2 separate regions of the Lactuca sativa genome follow, and region 1 is linked to region 2. Evidence: chromatin contacts called from public Hi-C data. All regions are on one chromosome and are shown on one strand. The core of a region is the stretch at or near the end of the contact, and the rest is flanking DNA. Distances in the headings are between cores, read along the strand shown.

Region 1 (7,010 bases), core at 296-2,795, 160 kb after region 2:
GACTGATCAAGAATGTTAACGTCGTTGTTCGAACCCGCAACCCCGAAAAAAGCATGTCAAATCCATAAATCTTATGAATCAACAATCTCTAATACCAACGAAGGCGCTCCATGATGACCTCCTGTGTACTGACCTGTCCACGCCACATGACAATTTCTCCATTTTTAGTGTGTACAATCAATGCTTCCAAGCATACCCGAAAAATCGTGTCTTTCTTCATGCGCCACATATAGTTGTTGTATATCATTCAACGGATGTTTGCACAAATAAACGTCACCGAAGGTTTCGACAACACCTATCGCCAATCTATACAAACTTTCTCTTACAGTTCTCTAAGACATTCTCATATAATCGTCAATCGAATTAGACGACTCTCGCATTGCCATAAGCTTAATTACGGCAACACATTTTTGCAACCATGTGAATTCTCGCTTACCTCTAGCATCATATCTCATTTGGAAAAATTCATACATAAATTTATATTTAATATTTAAAAGTTATATTCGAAAGAAATAATGTATTTAAATTATGTAAAAGCTATATTTGAAAGAAACAATGTATTTAAATTATGTAAAAGCTATATTTGAAAAAAAAAAAAAAACAATACATGCTTTCCAACGCGTTGGTTATCCGAACAGAAATATTTTTCCGCAAACGAAACCTTCTTTTGAAATCGTGTAGATGGTAGACACAATCATCCAAAATAATCGTGAACTAGACGTATGTGCCTTTCTTTGTGATCCCTGTTTAACGTCCATACATCTGATTAATAAAGAGGTTGAATTTGGTTGTAGTAGCACATTCGTGTAATATCCGTACATCATAAAGACGAACATATCATCGTTATCACTATCATCGAACGAATTCATTTTTTTTAACAGATTCATTTTTTTAATGTATTGAAAGTATATGGAATAGAAAGAAAAGTGGTGATTAAATTTATAAACGATTTTACAAATTTATAGGTAATTTTTTTTCTTTTTAAAATGTTAATGTTTTTCAACTGTCAAAATGGAGAAAAAAATGGTGCGTTCTTGATCGTTACAACGCCAACAAAGGGCCACATGACGGGAGAGGGGAGGGGGGGGGTCCCAGTGGTCACGCCGTTTTTCATTGCTACCTCACAAAAACGAAGCTGGACGTTGCCCAACTGAATTGTTTATAGTTTTTGGTTTCAAACAAGTTTGAAGAAACTTCTTTTGTTTAAAAAATATGATTGTTCAAATGTTTGTTTATCTTCTGATTTACTCCCCTCACCATCCACTTATGTAATGCTTTGCTTCTTGAGATAAATGTATGTTGTTTTACCATATTCCTTTATCTGTCTCCAAACATTATATAAATATACAAGACGAAAGCATTAACCACCACGAAACTTACACACGCAAATATATATATATATATATATATATATATATATATATATATATATATATATATATATATATATATATATATATATATATATATATAACGAACGCCAAATAATTTCTTCCACCTGCCACGAAACACGAAATATCCCTAGTTTAACTTAAAAAAATAATAACAATAAAATACCTTGGTAACTTTGCATTTGAAAAACCAAATAATGTTTGTACCAAAAAACGGGCCTGCACGTGTGAAAAAGGCCCGGGTCGTGGATCGAAAGAGCAACATGATTATGTGTTCCGACCCTTTGACCCATCTCCTGGTCTCTCTCTACACGATCTAATCAAGTTCCAACTCTCTCAGGTGCGTTTTAATATATATCGATAATTAGGGCTTTTTCTAGTTCTTGAATCATCCTATTTTTTGCTGATTGTATCAAATATTACGTAAACGTATACTGCAGAGGTAATACGATCATATCAATCGATTTTCAGTTTTATTGCGTTGCGTGTCGAGCTTATTTAGTCTGCATTGAGTGATTGATTGATCTGTACGAAATCTGAAGATTCGGGAGGAATTTTGATACTTTATTCTCTGATTAACTTTGAACAGTTCTTCTTTAATCGGGTGTTTTACTATTTTGTGATGGATTTTGCAGATTCTAAGTAGTTTTTCTTTGTTATTGATCAATTCTCGAACTGCTCCAGTTCTAATGAAAAAGATGGATTTAAAGGTAATTGTATGAGATTACAGTGCTCTAGTTCTTGTTTGCTCTATTTTGAATGTTTTCATGCCTGACAATGAGCTTATACGTATACAGGGAGTTGTTGGGCTTGTGTTTGGAAACGAGAATTCAAGTTCCAATGAAGATAGGTTGGTTTTCTTTTTCCAGTTGTTGGTTTAAGCCAGCAGATTATTTACCTTCTTATGCACTTCAGATATATTGGTTTCTAGTTCATCGCTCAACCTGGGGTGGATGGGATTGCTTATTTTCTCTGTTTTACCAAAAACAATGGTGCCAATTCTTGGTTTTTATTTGATCATTTTTAAGTGGTGGTGTGATCCTGCAATTGCAGATCATATATTGTTACTCTATTGCTAGTTCCTATATTTTGTTATACCTTCAGCAATCTATCTATTGTATAATTCATGGACGCATTAACTACTTTTTTCTCACTGACAATGGGCAGTATTCTGATAATGGCTAGCATAATTGCTTATCCTTTTCTCTTGAATTTAAACAAATCAAACCATATCCTGTTAATGAAGCACTACATACATGCATTTCTTGATAACACAGACCTGTTATATCATAGAGCAGCTGATTAAATTACTATCTAATTAGTTGTGGATACCTTTTTATCTCCTTCATGGCTAATGTACTTCATGGATGGATGTTCATTTGTAGCTATGTTGAACGCTTGCTCGATTGTATAAGTAATGGTCAGCTGGCTGATGATAGAAGAAATGCTATGGCAGAGCTTCAATCTGTTGTTGCAGAAAGTCATGCTGCCCAGCTGGCTTTTGGAGAAATGGGTGAGTATATGTTGGTCTTATACTGGTATCTAAGGCTTTATTTGTCCATAACACAATCCATTCTTGTCTGTTGCAGGCTTTCCTGTACTATTGGGTGTCTTAAAGGAACGTGATGATGTTGAAATGGTTTGAAGGCTTCTCCAACAGCTTTTCTTTTTTGGTGGATATCTAGCAGTTATATGCTACACTCTTATAGAATATGATATCTTTTGTCCTGTTTCATATTGGAGTACAAATTATTTCCAAATAATAGCATTGTAGTCCCTAATGAGTTAGTTGAGTAGCCACTTATTGAGATTATGCTGTTTTTCATTTGATATATGCATCTAAGAATTAGTCGATAACAAATAGAAACTGCAAGTAGGCAAGTGTCTAGGAAACACATAGTCTTGGAACTGTGGGTGTGTGTGGCACGTGTCATCTCCTCTTTATGTTTTCTTTTAAATCATATTTATGGTGTAACCACTTTCAATTAATAAAGCTATATATTGATTTATTGTCAAAGGTTCGGGGGGCTCTAGAAACTCTTGTGAGTGCCTTAACACCGATTGCTCATGCAAAACTGCGTGCAAATGAGGTTCAACCAGCTTTGATGAACACTGATCTTCTATCAAGAGATGGACAAAGCATTTCTCTTCTTTTAAGCTTGCTTGTAAGGCTTCTAATCTTGATCATATTCACCTCAGACAATGAATTCTTGATTTTTTTTTGTTCCATGGTCTGTGATTTGTAATCAAGTATGTTTACAGGGAGAGGATGACTTCTATATAAGATATTATACACTTCAACTTTTGACTGCCCTTTTAACAAATTCTCCCATTAGGTATGTGTCCTACCCTCTTTTTCTTTCTTCTTTTTACCTTTTATTTCATATACTGAGGTCCCCTTCAGGTTACAGGAAGTCATTCTTACAATCCCCCGTGGTATAACTCGGCTTATGGATATGCTTATGGATCGGGAGGTATGAACTGGTATATCTGTTGAAATCTTTAATTTATATGATGTTTAATGTTTCTTTTATCCTTAAACACTATGTTGATTGCCTTGTAGGTCATACGGAATGAGGCCTTGTTACTTCTCACCTACTTGACTCGTGAAGCAGAGGTAATCTTTTTCCCCTATTTAGTGCCAAATTCTTTATTTAACAATAAAGTTACATTACTCTCTGTTTCCTGTCTAATGTCCTTTGATTGGTATACTAGGAAATCCAAAAAATCTTGGTTTTTGAGGGTGCTTTTGAGAAGATTTTCAGTATCATTAAAGAAGAGGGAGGTTCAGAAGGGGGTGTTGTTGTCCAGGTGATTAGTCATTTAGTTGACTCTATACCATCAATGGTTTCCTGTTGTTTTTGTTCAACTTGTTATGCCAGAATTTTGAATTTGTTCCAATATTTTTGTAACCTCACAGGATTGTCTTGAATTGTTAAACAATCTCCTTCGTAACAACGCATCAAATCAGGTTTGGGTTTCTTTTTTTAAAAGATTTACTGCAGTGAAGTTTTTTTTTATTCATTTTGTTTCTTTTTACCAGTTTAAAGAGGTTGTGTAGGTGTTGCTGAGGGAGACTATAGGCTTTGACTCGATAATATCAATTTTGAAGCTAAGAGGAACCACATACAGCTTTACTCAGCAAAAGGTCATTACTCATACATTAAGTACTTATCAGTTTATTTAGCATATCATTTACCTTTGTAAACATGGTTTTAAAGTTTGTAATTGGTGTCTGTAGACAATCAATCTACTGAGTGGGTTGGAAACAGTTAGTTTGCTGGTGAGTGGAGGTCTGGAAACCGATCCTGGGAGCAACAACAATAGATTGACAAACAAAACAGTTCTTGTCCAGGTTAATTTTATATCTTTTTATTTATTTTCATAAAGATAAAAATAGAGTTTATGCATCTTTTTTCTTTCATTTATTATTTGTAGAGAAATGTTTTGGAGCATCTACTAATGCTGGGTGTTGAAAGTCAATGGGCACCTGTTGCTGTACGTTGTGCGGTAAGATAACTAACTCTTTCCATGTGAGATTTTATTTTTATGATTAAATAAGAAAAAAATAAAATGAGTTGATGTAATAGAAAGAAACATGGTCAGGCCTTTGAATGCATAGGTGATCTCATTTCTGGACACCATAAGAATCTTGAAGCCCTTGCAAGCAAATCTCTTGGTGATGAGCCTGAAACTGAGCCAGCTCTCAACTCAATCCTTAGAATCATCTTACGAACTTCAAGCATGCAAGAATTTATAGCTGCAGATTATGTTTTCAAGAACTTCTGCGAGGTTCTTTTTTCTTCTTTTTTTTTTATAAAACAAAATATTCTCACTATTATTATTATTATCAAATAACCAAACTCACCTCCTATCTCTCTTTTTTTCTTTTAATCAGAAAAATAGCGATGGTCAAAAAATGTTAGCTTCTACTTTAATCCCTCAGCCTATGTCAATAACCAATGCCAGATTCGAAGAGGACATAAACATGTCCTTTGGAAGGTATTTTATATATATATATATATTCATTTTTTTTATAAAAAAAAAAAAAAAAACCCTCTCATATCAATCTTTATGAACTTTTGTTTTATGTTGCAGCATGCTATTGCATGGCCTTGCGATGAGTGAACATGATGGTGACCTTGAGGTATAATATAACATAACATATGATCTATTTTAAATTATCATTTTATGAATAACATATGGTTTATATCTCACAGACAAGTTGCAGAGCTGCTAGTGTTCTTTCTTATGTAATGAAGGATAATATTCAATGCAAAGAAAAAGTTTTACAAATTGAACTGGAGTCATCAATGCCCTCGTTAGGCTCCCCAGAACCACTACTACACCGTATGGTAAAATACTTGGCTCTTGCATCTTCCAAGAAGGGCAAAGATGGAAAATCAACAACTCCAAGAAACTCATATTTCCAACCCATAATTCTAAAACTTCTGGTGACATGGCTTTCTGATTGCCCAAATGCAGTCCAATCTTTTCTTGATTCACGTCCTCATTTAACATATTTAATCGAGTTAGTATCAAACACTGACACAACAGTCTGTGCAAGGGGTTTAGCAGCTGCTGTTTTAGGCGAATGTGCTATTTATAATAAAAGCAATGAACCCGGAAAAGACGCTTTTGCCATTGTCGATGCCATAAGCCAAAAAGTCGGGTTGACTTCTTACTTTTTGAAGCTTGATGAGATGCAAAAAAGCTTCTTGTTTTCGTCTGCAAAGCCAGCTCAGCAACGCAAACCGTTGACCCGGTCAAACGCTAATAGTATGGCGGAAATGGAAGATATTGAAGAAAATGAGACGAATGATATTAACCGAAATGATGATCATCCGATGCTTTCCTCCATGTTTGATTCTCAGTTTGTTGATTTTATTAAGAAGCTGGAAGGTGAGATTAGAGATAATATTGTGAAAATATATAGTCATCCAAAGAGTAATGTGTCGGTGGTCCCCGCTGAATTGGAACAGAAAAAAGACGAGAAGGATGGGGATTATATCAAGCGGCTCAAAGCCTTTGTGGAGAAGCAATGCTCTGAGATACAGGTACACCCTAGTAGATCTAGATGCTGTTTAATGAATAATATATATGTATGGAATGTAAGGGTAAAATGGTAATTTCTGTGAACAGGATCTTCTGAATAGAAACTCGACATTAGCTGAGGAGCTAGCAAGCACGGGTGGAGGTGGTGAGAGTAGATGTAGTGGTGGTGGGGGGTCGGAGAGGGTGCAAATAGAGACACTGAGAAGGGACCTTGAAGAAGTGTCGCAGAGGCTGGAAATGGTGAAAAGTGAAAAGTCAAACATTGAGAGTGAGGCGTTGACTTATAAAAACATGGCAGAAAAAATGGAGACGGATTTGAAGAGTCTTTCGGATGCGTATAACAGCTTGGAACAAGCGAATTATCAGTTGGAAATGAAGAGTGGTGGTGTGGGTGTGGATGTTGAGAAGATAAAAGAGGAGGCGAGGGAAGAGGCGCAGAAGGAGAGTGAAGGGGAGCTGAGTGATCTGCTTGTTTGTCTTGGACAAGAACAGAGCAAAGTGGAGAAATTGAGTGCCAGGTTGATGGAGTTGGGTCAGGATGTTGATGCTTTGCTTGAAGGTATT
Region 2 (6,656 bases), core at 3,542-6,041:
AACCATACATGAGTTAATTGAATTGAAAATTTTAGTTAGCTAATATTACAAGTCTTACTTGATTCGAATAAAATACTAGGAAGCATGTTAGTTTAAACAATTGGCCACTGTTTGAATTAACTTGCTTGCTAAGGATTAGTAATAGTGAACATGAATTAACCCGATAGCCATTGATATATTAGTCCATTGCACTTGCCATGAAATCAGCCATAGGAATAAATGAGTCGAATCTAAACATAAGTCTATTCTATTATTGAATCTAGTTACCTTCTATTTGCTATAGTTGTTAATTGTTTTGTTTAAGTGTTATTTGCTCATTTAAGTTTCTAGTCTTGCAAAACTAGAGAAACCCATCTTTTATTACTTGTTCTTAGTTAGGTAATTCTAGTAGTTAATCTTAATTGTTATCGTTCCCTGTGTTCGATACCCTACTTGCTTGAACTATATTGCTAATTGATAGGTACACTGCCTTTCGTGTGTTTATTTTGTGTTTGAAGTAGTAGGATTAAAACTAGTGCATTTACACACATCACCGAATCTGCGGGCATTACAACGTAACATATTCATCAAAAACATTTGTATAACAATACTAATGAAGTAAATAGAATTTAGTAACGTCCAATGGATGGGTGATCTTGTGCAACATTACTTTTATTGCCCGAAGTGTACTCCATTATAGATTTAATGAAGCAACAAATGTGTATACCATAAACGTATAATGAATTGAAGTGATCTGATAAGTCGAATTGATAAGCAATAAGCAAAACAAAAGGCAATATGTGTGAAATATTCACAAATGTCAGAGAAAAAAAATTAATCAAACAAATGGGAGAACTTCAATGTCTACTAGGTGTAAGACTCGTGTATTATACAAGTTTATTAAAAAAAATATCAAATTCTAAATATGAAGCAATTATTAAAGTAATACTTTTACATATAAGCAAAGACTTTATTGCATAAGTTTGTATTTGAACCCAAATTACTAAAAATTAGTAATGACATATTCTAAATAGTTGTTAAACGATTGACCAAATGTGATATTGAAGGAATGGGAAAATAACGAATATAATATGTTGAATTCAAAGGTTAATCGCTTAATCATTATCATGAAAAAGAACAACTTCAATGCAACGGTGAAAAACGATCGAATGAAGGCGATATTGAAGGAATGGGAAAAACAAATCGATGTGTGTGTCATCTTTTGAGGTCTTAATTTCTGTTTGTTTTAACTTTTAAACGTAGAAGGTTTGAATAATAAGGGGCGTTGGTAAACTCATTTTATGTCAGAAAAAGATTTGATATTTATGGGCAATATGGAAAAAGTAATTGCCGTGTTAGTTGTGTTTCCATTGAAGACATTGAAAACATGTAAAGGTTCCACCATATCTATCTAAAATTCATTAATTTGATTCACCATACAAGACCTTAATCTCCTCTGTTATGATTTATTTGTAAATTTAATTACTATTTTCTTGATATCTAATAATGAAATCCCAAATTCCGTACTTGTAGCTCTAATTCCCACCAATTTTAAACAACCATATGCAAATAATTCAAATAGCGAGTATTTTGAGCCATATACCCTAAGCCATATACCCTAATATCTATGGCAAAAGGTTTTAAGGGTATGCTTATTATCTATCATAATAAGTTTAGTTTTTAAGTTACTAATGATAAGAATTATATTTATATCAAATATTTGTTATTTAAATATTTCCTAGGTTCTTATTCTTTTTATTATTTTAGATACGTATTATAATAATCATTAATTTTGCTTATAATAATTCTCCAAATATAGATAAAGTAATTAGCATTTTCGTGATATATAGTTAGGTAAATTTAGATAAAAATGTATATTTATGTAAAATTATTTTTAAATTAAAAGAAAATCGTTTATGTAAAGAGAGGGCATAAAAAAGGAAAACAAAACCGTATTTGTCGAGGGAGGCGGTGGAACTCTTGATGTGAATATTGATTCTTGATATAAAGAGAATACACAACGAGTATTCGGTCCTTTGGCGGCTTTACAATTATCATCTAAATTAGTGTTTGAAATATTTTCTCTATGCATAAACAGTAATAGCAAATATCACTGTAACAAAAAATGGAACAGTTACAATAGCATGAATATTAATTTTAGTAAAACTACACTAAAAGAAGAGACCATATCCATGAACATAACCATGGATCCAGTAGAAGGGTAGTAGACAGGATTTATGATAAAACAGAAGAACCATGCATGATCATCATCATTCGATGAAATCGTATAATTTCGAAGATAAATCTGAAAAACGATATTTAACATCTGGTGGTTATAATTGTAATTCACACCATTATGCTAATGCAATGTAAACATATGATTACGTTTAAAAGACTTATATACCCCTAGAAAAAAAAGAGCATAATGGTATGTATTCTAGCATACTGAAATTCAATTTTTTTAATGACCTTACCATTATACATATACGTTAATTATACGTTAATTATGCATATCAATATCTTAAAAATATCGTTTGCTTTTATCACATACTTAACATGTTAGTCATCCAATTCATTAAATTACTACATATCAGTATCTTTAAAGCATACAAACCCATCAGAATACAGTTTACAGAGCAATATGGACACAGAGAGATACAATGGATTACACAAATGATTTATATGACAAACCAGAATTGTAAACAGGCATACAAAGCAGAATTGTAAACAGGCATACAAAGTAGCTGAGCTAACATTTTTTAGCTATTGTTGTAGGTGATGATGAATATGGAGAAAAAACTATCTCAAAAACAGCAAAGTACTATCGATTCTGAGATGCAAAATGGATTAAATATATTTTCTTATCGGGGATACCCCGTTACTTGTCGGGGATACTCTCTTATTTTGATCTTGGCTCCTCCACTGACTTATAAGCTATTAGAAATTTATATAATGACATAAAAGGACATTTAAAAAGCTATATTTTCTTAATTAATTAATGGGTATATCTGGAAAATTAAAAAAAAAACTTTTAAAAAACTAATCTAAGTAGCTTTTTAAAACACTAGTTTATAAGCTAATTTTTTGGCTTGCCAAACATGACAACTTAAAAAAGATCGAAAAAATAAACCACCTTATCAGCTAGTTGTGGCGCGCAAAACATAGCCTTAATCATTAACACTGATTATTATTATTATTATTATTAGGTTTTTTTTTTTTTTTTTTTTTTTTTTTTTTTTTTTTTTTTTGTGTGTGTGTGTTGTTAAAATGACAATTGTTATGTAACATTTCAATTGAAACCGTGATTGTGGTGAATAGACGACTAAAATGAGAAGATGAAATGATAAAGCCATCTAACTAGATACTAATATAAATTGTAAAAGATTTAGATGAAATGATAAAAATATTAAAAATATGGACCTAATGTGGACAAAATTAAAACCTTATTACCCGTCACCATGTTGGTGCAATATTTATAAAAAAGACCTTAGAGACCTAATATGTATAAAATTAAAAGCTTATTATCTTTTTTAAACGGTTATATAACAACCATGTTGATGTAATATGTATAAAAAAACCTTAAAAACCTAATATGAACAAAATTAAAACCTTATCACCTCCTAAGTTATTAACCCTTTTCATTTTAGTTTGAAGAATGATATACTATTAAATGTTTTTTATATTTATATTTATTAGACGTTAGATGCTTGAGCACCCACATTAATGTATTTTTATTTAGTCTAAAATATATACTATCTTTATATTTTATTTTTAGTAGTTTACATTTCTTCTGCAATTTTTAGAGTTTCTTGATCCAATATTCAGATTAAGATTTATGCCGGGGAATTTCAATATTTTCGATAAATACACCGTTACTTTTAAAGAAAATGATCATAATAGCCAATTTTTTCAAGGTCCTTTTCCTAAAAAATAGCCAAAAATTCGAAAAATGACTAAAAAGCCATGATTTGCATAGTTGACCTTGAAATTTTCGCATATGGTAACTAGCGAAAATCTCATTTTTTGTGTTAACTTCAAACATTTAGAACTCTTTTTTGTGAACTCTGGTTAAGCTGATTATTCTTCATCGTGTTATTTGTAACAAGGGAAATCTATGGACATATTGAACTCTAAAATTTGATGATGGGACGTCATAATCTTTTAGCTCCAAAGTAGGCTATTCGGTGTAAAATATAAAAAAACTCAACTCGATCTTTCATAACTTTTAAATACGAACTTCGTTTTAATTAAAAAAAATTAATTGTGTTTTTTTCATAACAAGGTTTATCCATTGACATATTACGCTCATAATTTGAATGTCAGGAAGTCATATATTTTTTGTTTCAAAATAGGTTATTCGGTGAAAATTATGAAAAAAAAAATAAAATTTTCATACAAACTTTATAACAATCATTAGACTCTTATGGTTCTCACAATTATAAGGTGACGTGCAAAAATCTAAAAAAAAGAAGAAGAAGAAGAATCGCATATCAGCTAGATTTTCGCAAATGATAAATTGTTAAAAATGTGATTATTATGATTTTTTTTAGTTATTTTATGGAAAAAAACAAAATTATGGTTATTTTCTATTAATTAATTTTATAGTCTCGTAACATTTAATTGTATGTTTTTGTGGAAGACAATTTATATAACCAAAGCATATTTTAGGAAATCTTCACAATCAAAGATACTTTTTCTAGATCTTTATCATTTATTTCGTTTGACTGATGATTAATGACGAAGAAACTCAATTTATTAGTTGGGGAGGGTGAACCGTAGTTTTAGAAAGAACCAAGGACAAAACCGTCAAGATATTACAATGGAGCATGACGTGGTGATTAGTGAATACGAGCATAATCGCTGTATATATACAGCGATAAGCCTCATTCCTTCATCGATAGGCCACTCGATTGCGCGATTCTTTGCTTCGATTGTGTGCATCACTGATGATCAAAATTTTGTTTTTCCAATAGTAATAGTTCGCCAAAGTTTGGATTGACGAGACTCGTTTGATCTGTATATTTTGATTTTCCGCCAGGTATCCGAAACCCTACCTTTTTGTATTACATATGTATGTCTGTTTATGTTGTGGTTGAGATTCGAATGGTTTTGGTATTAGATCGATTCAGTTGGTAGATCTGAAACGAAATAAAATGGAAGTTATTTGCTTCGAGAAACTGATGCTTGTCCGGTTCGAAGTGCTGGAATGAACAATGAACGAGTTTGGGACTGGTAATGGTTCTGCTTGAAGAAATATCAGTGCTTTGGTTTTTATCTGTTTCAATTCCGTGTGCCTGAGACTTCATTGAGTGCCTTCGTTAAGATTTTGTTTTACTATATATCTGTTAATTTCGACGAGTTCATGACATAGACGTTACACCGAAGCTTTGCCGGATCTTCAATTACGTTCTCAGGGAGCCAAGTTGTGAAATTATATCTTCTTGCTCAACTGGGATGTTCATTTACTCGTCTATCTTTACTAATGATGTAGCACGATCTAGGTTCAGTAATTGTGGTATTTAATATCCTTAGATATTAGTTCAAAGGATTAAACCAAGTGGAAACAGTTACAGATTTACAGGGCAAAACAGCGTGCGGTGTTCTCCCTCTTGAGTATTTTATTCTTAGGGTTTTTTATTTCTTCTCAAGTGTTACTATTCTATTCTGCCCTGTATTGAATGCACTTTTTGACACTGTAATCCTTTTCCATGAATTGGGTTTAGAACAATTGGTTATGTATAGAAGTTCCATGTTTTTCATGTTGAAGGATATGCCTGCCTAATCAGCTTCTGTATACTCGATATATCTTCCCATTGGAACAATAAGATCCCACATCTAATAGTGTGGGACTTTGAAATTACCTAATATGAACCATTATAGCATTTTTTTGATGTTATGCCACATTTTGAAGGATGTTCTTTTCTTCTGGACTGCAGACTGGGCTACTTACTTGTGACTTGACTTGGAAAAAGGTCTCAAAGGGTTATAGGACTTCATAAAGGAGGCCGTGGAACTCAGATATATTTCATATAGCTGGTGGAGAACTACTACTCACCATGTCTTCAAAAGGGTTGGAAATGCCTGTTTCCGGATCTGACAAGGTGAATCTCACCTAATCCAGTTAGTTCAGATGATGTCTTGTTAATATTGATGCTTTTAGCTAAAAAACTTTACTTTCCAAAATTTCATAGTTTTCCTGTTTCCTTGAACTGCAGTTGGAAGTCCCTGTTCTTGGATGTCGCTTCAGTGAGAAGGCTGAACATTTACCAATTAAGAAAAGGAGATTTGTATTTAAAACTTCATCTCCACCTCATAACAACACTGCATCCTCAGATATGCCTGAAAGTGCTGCAGCATGTCTTGATTCTTCAAATCAGCAGATCCAACCAAAACCAGCTGCAAGCTGCCCATCTGCTGAATCTTTGACAGTGGCTTCCCTGTGTCAAAATGGTAGTATTGATAATAAAGTGCATGGAGAAAAGTTTCCAAAATCTGGTGATGATATTTGTGGCATTTCTTTAGGCTCATATGGGACAAAGAGTCTTGAAGCTCGTGCCACTATAAAACTTGAACCAAACAGTGTGAACTTGCCTAATATTTCTGTTAAAGAAACTGGATTACATACATCAACAGTTCCATTTAAAGATGGTGATTGTTCTTCTCCAGACAAGGCTAGA

What was found. Hi-C and Micro-C count contacts between places; a contact is called where the count stands out from the background.
Region 1: a contact with region 2 is called in a Hi-C map of leaf, with 6 times the contacts expected there. The contact joins the promoter of LOC111886531 here to the promoter of LOC111886469 in region 2. A contact is called at or near these places in 3 of 4 Hi-C or Micro-C datasets (bud, leaf and seed).

What each region holds. Positions count from the first base shown.
Region 1 is chr3:12,190,307-12,197,316 of Lsat_Salinas_v11, forward strand. LOC111886531 (golgin candidate 6) reads left to right here and starts at 1,546. Exons shown (of 19, transcript XM_023882789.3): 1 at 1,546-1,731; 2 at 2,027-2,101; 3 at 2,189-2,241; 4 at 2,777-2,904; 5 at 2,981-3,030; 6 at 3,410-3,556; 7 at 3,654-3,727; 8 at 3,796-3,865; 9 at 3,955-4,008; 10 at 4,107-4,202; 11 at 4,312-4,362; 12 at 4,453-4,539; 13 at 4,633-4,746; 14 at 4,830-4,901; 5 more. The coding sequence starts at 2,081.
Region 2 is chr3:12,026,690-12,033,345 of Lsat_Salinas_v11, forward strand. LOC111886469 reads left to right here and starts at 4,792. Exons shown (of 4, transcript XM_023882711.3): 1 at 4,792-5,017; 2 at 5,916-6,080; 3 at 6,195-6,656. The coding sequence starts at 6,036.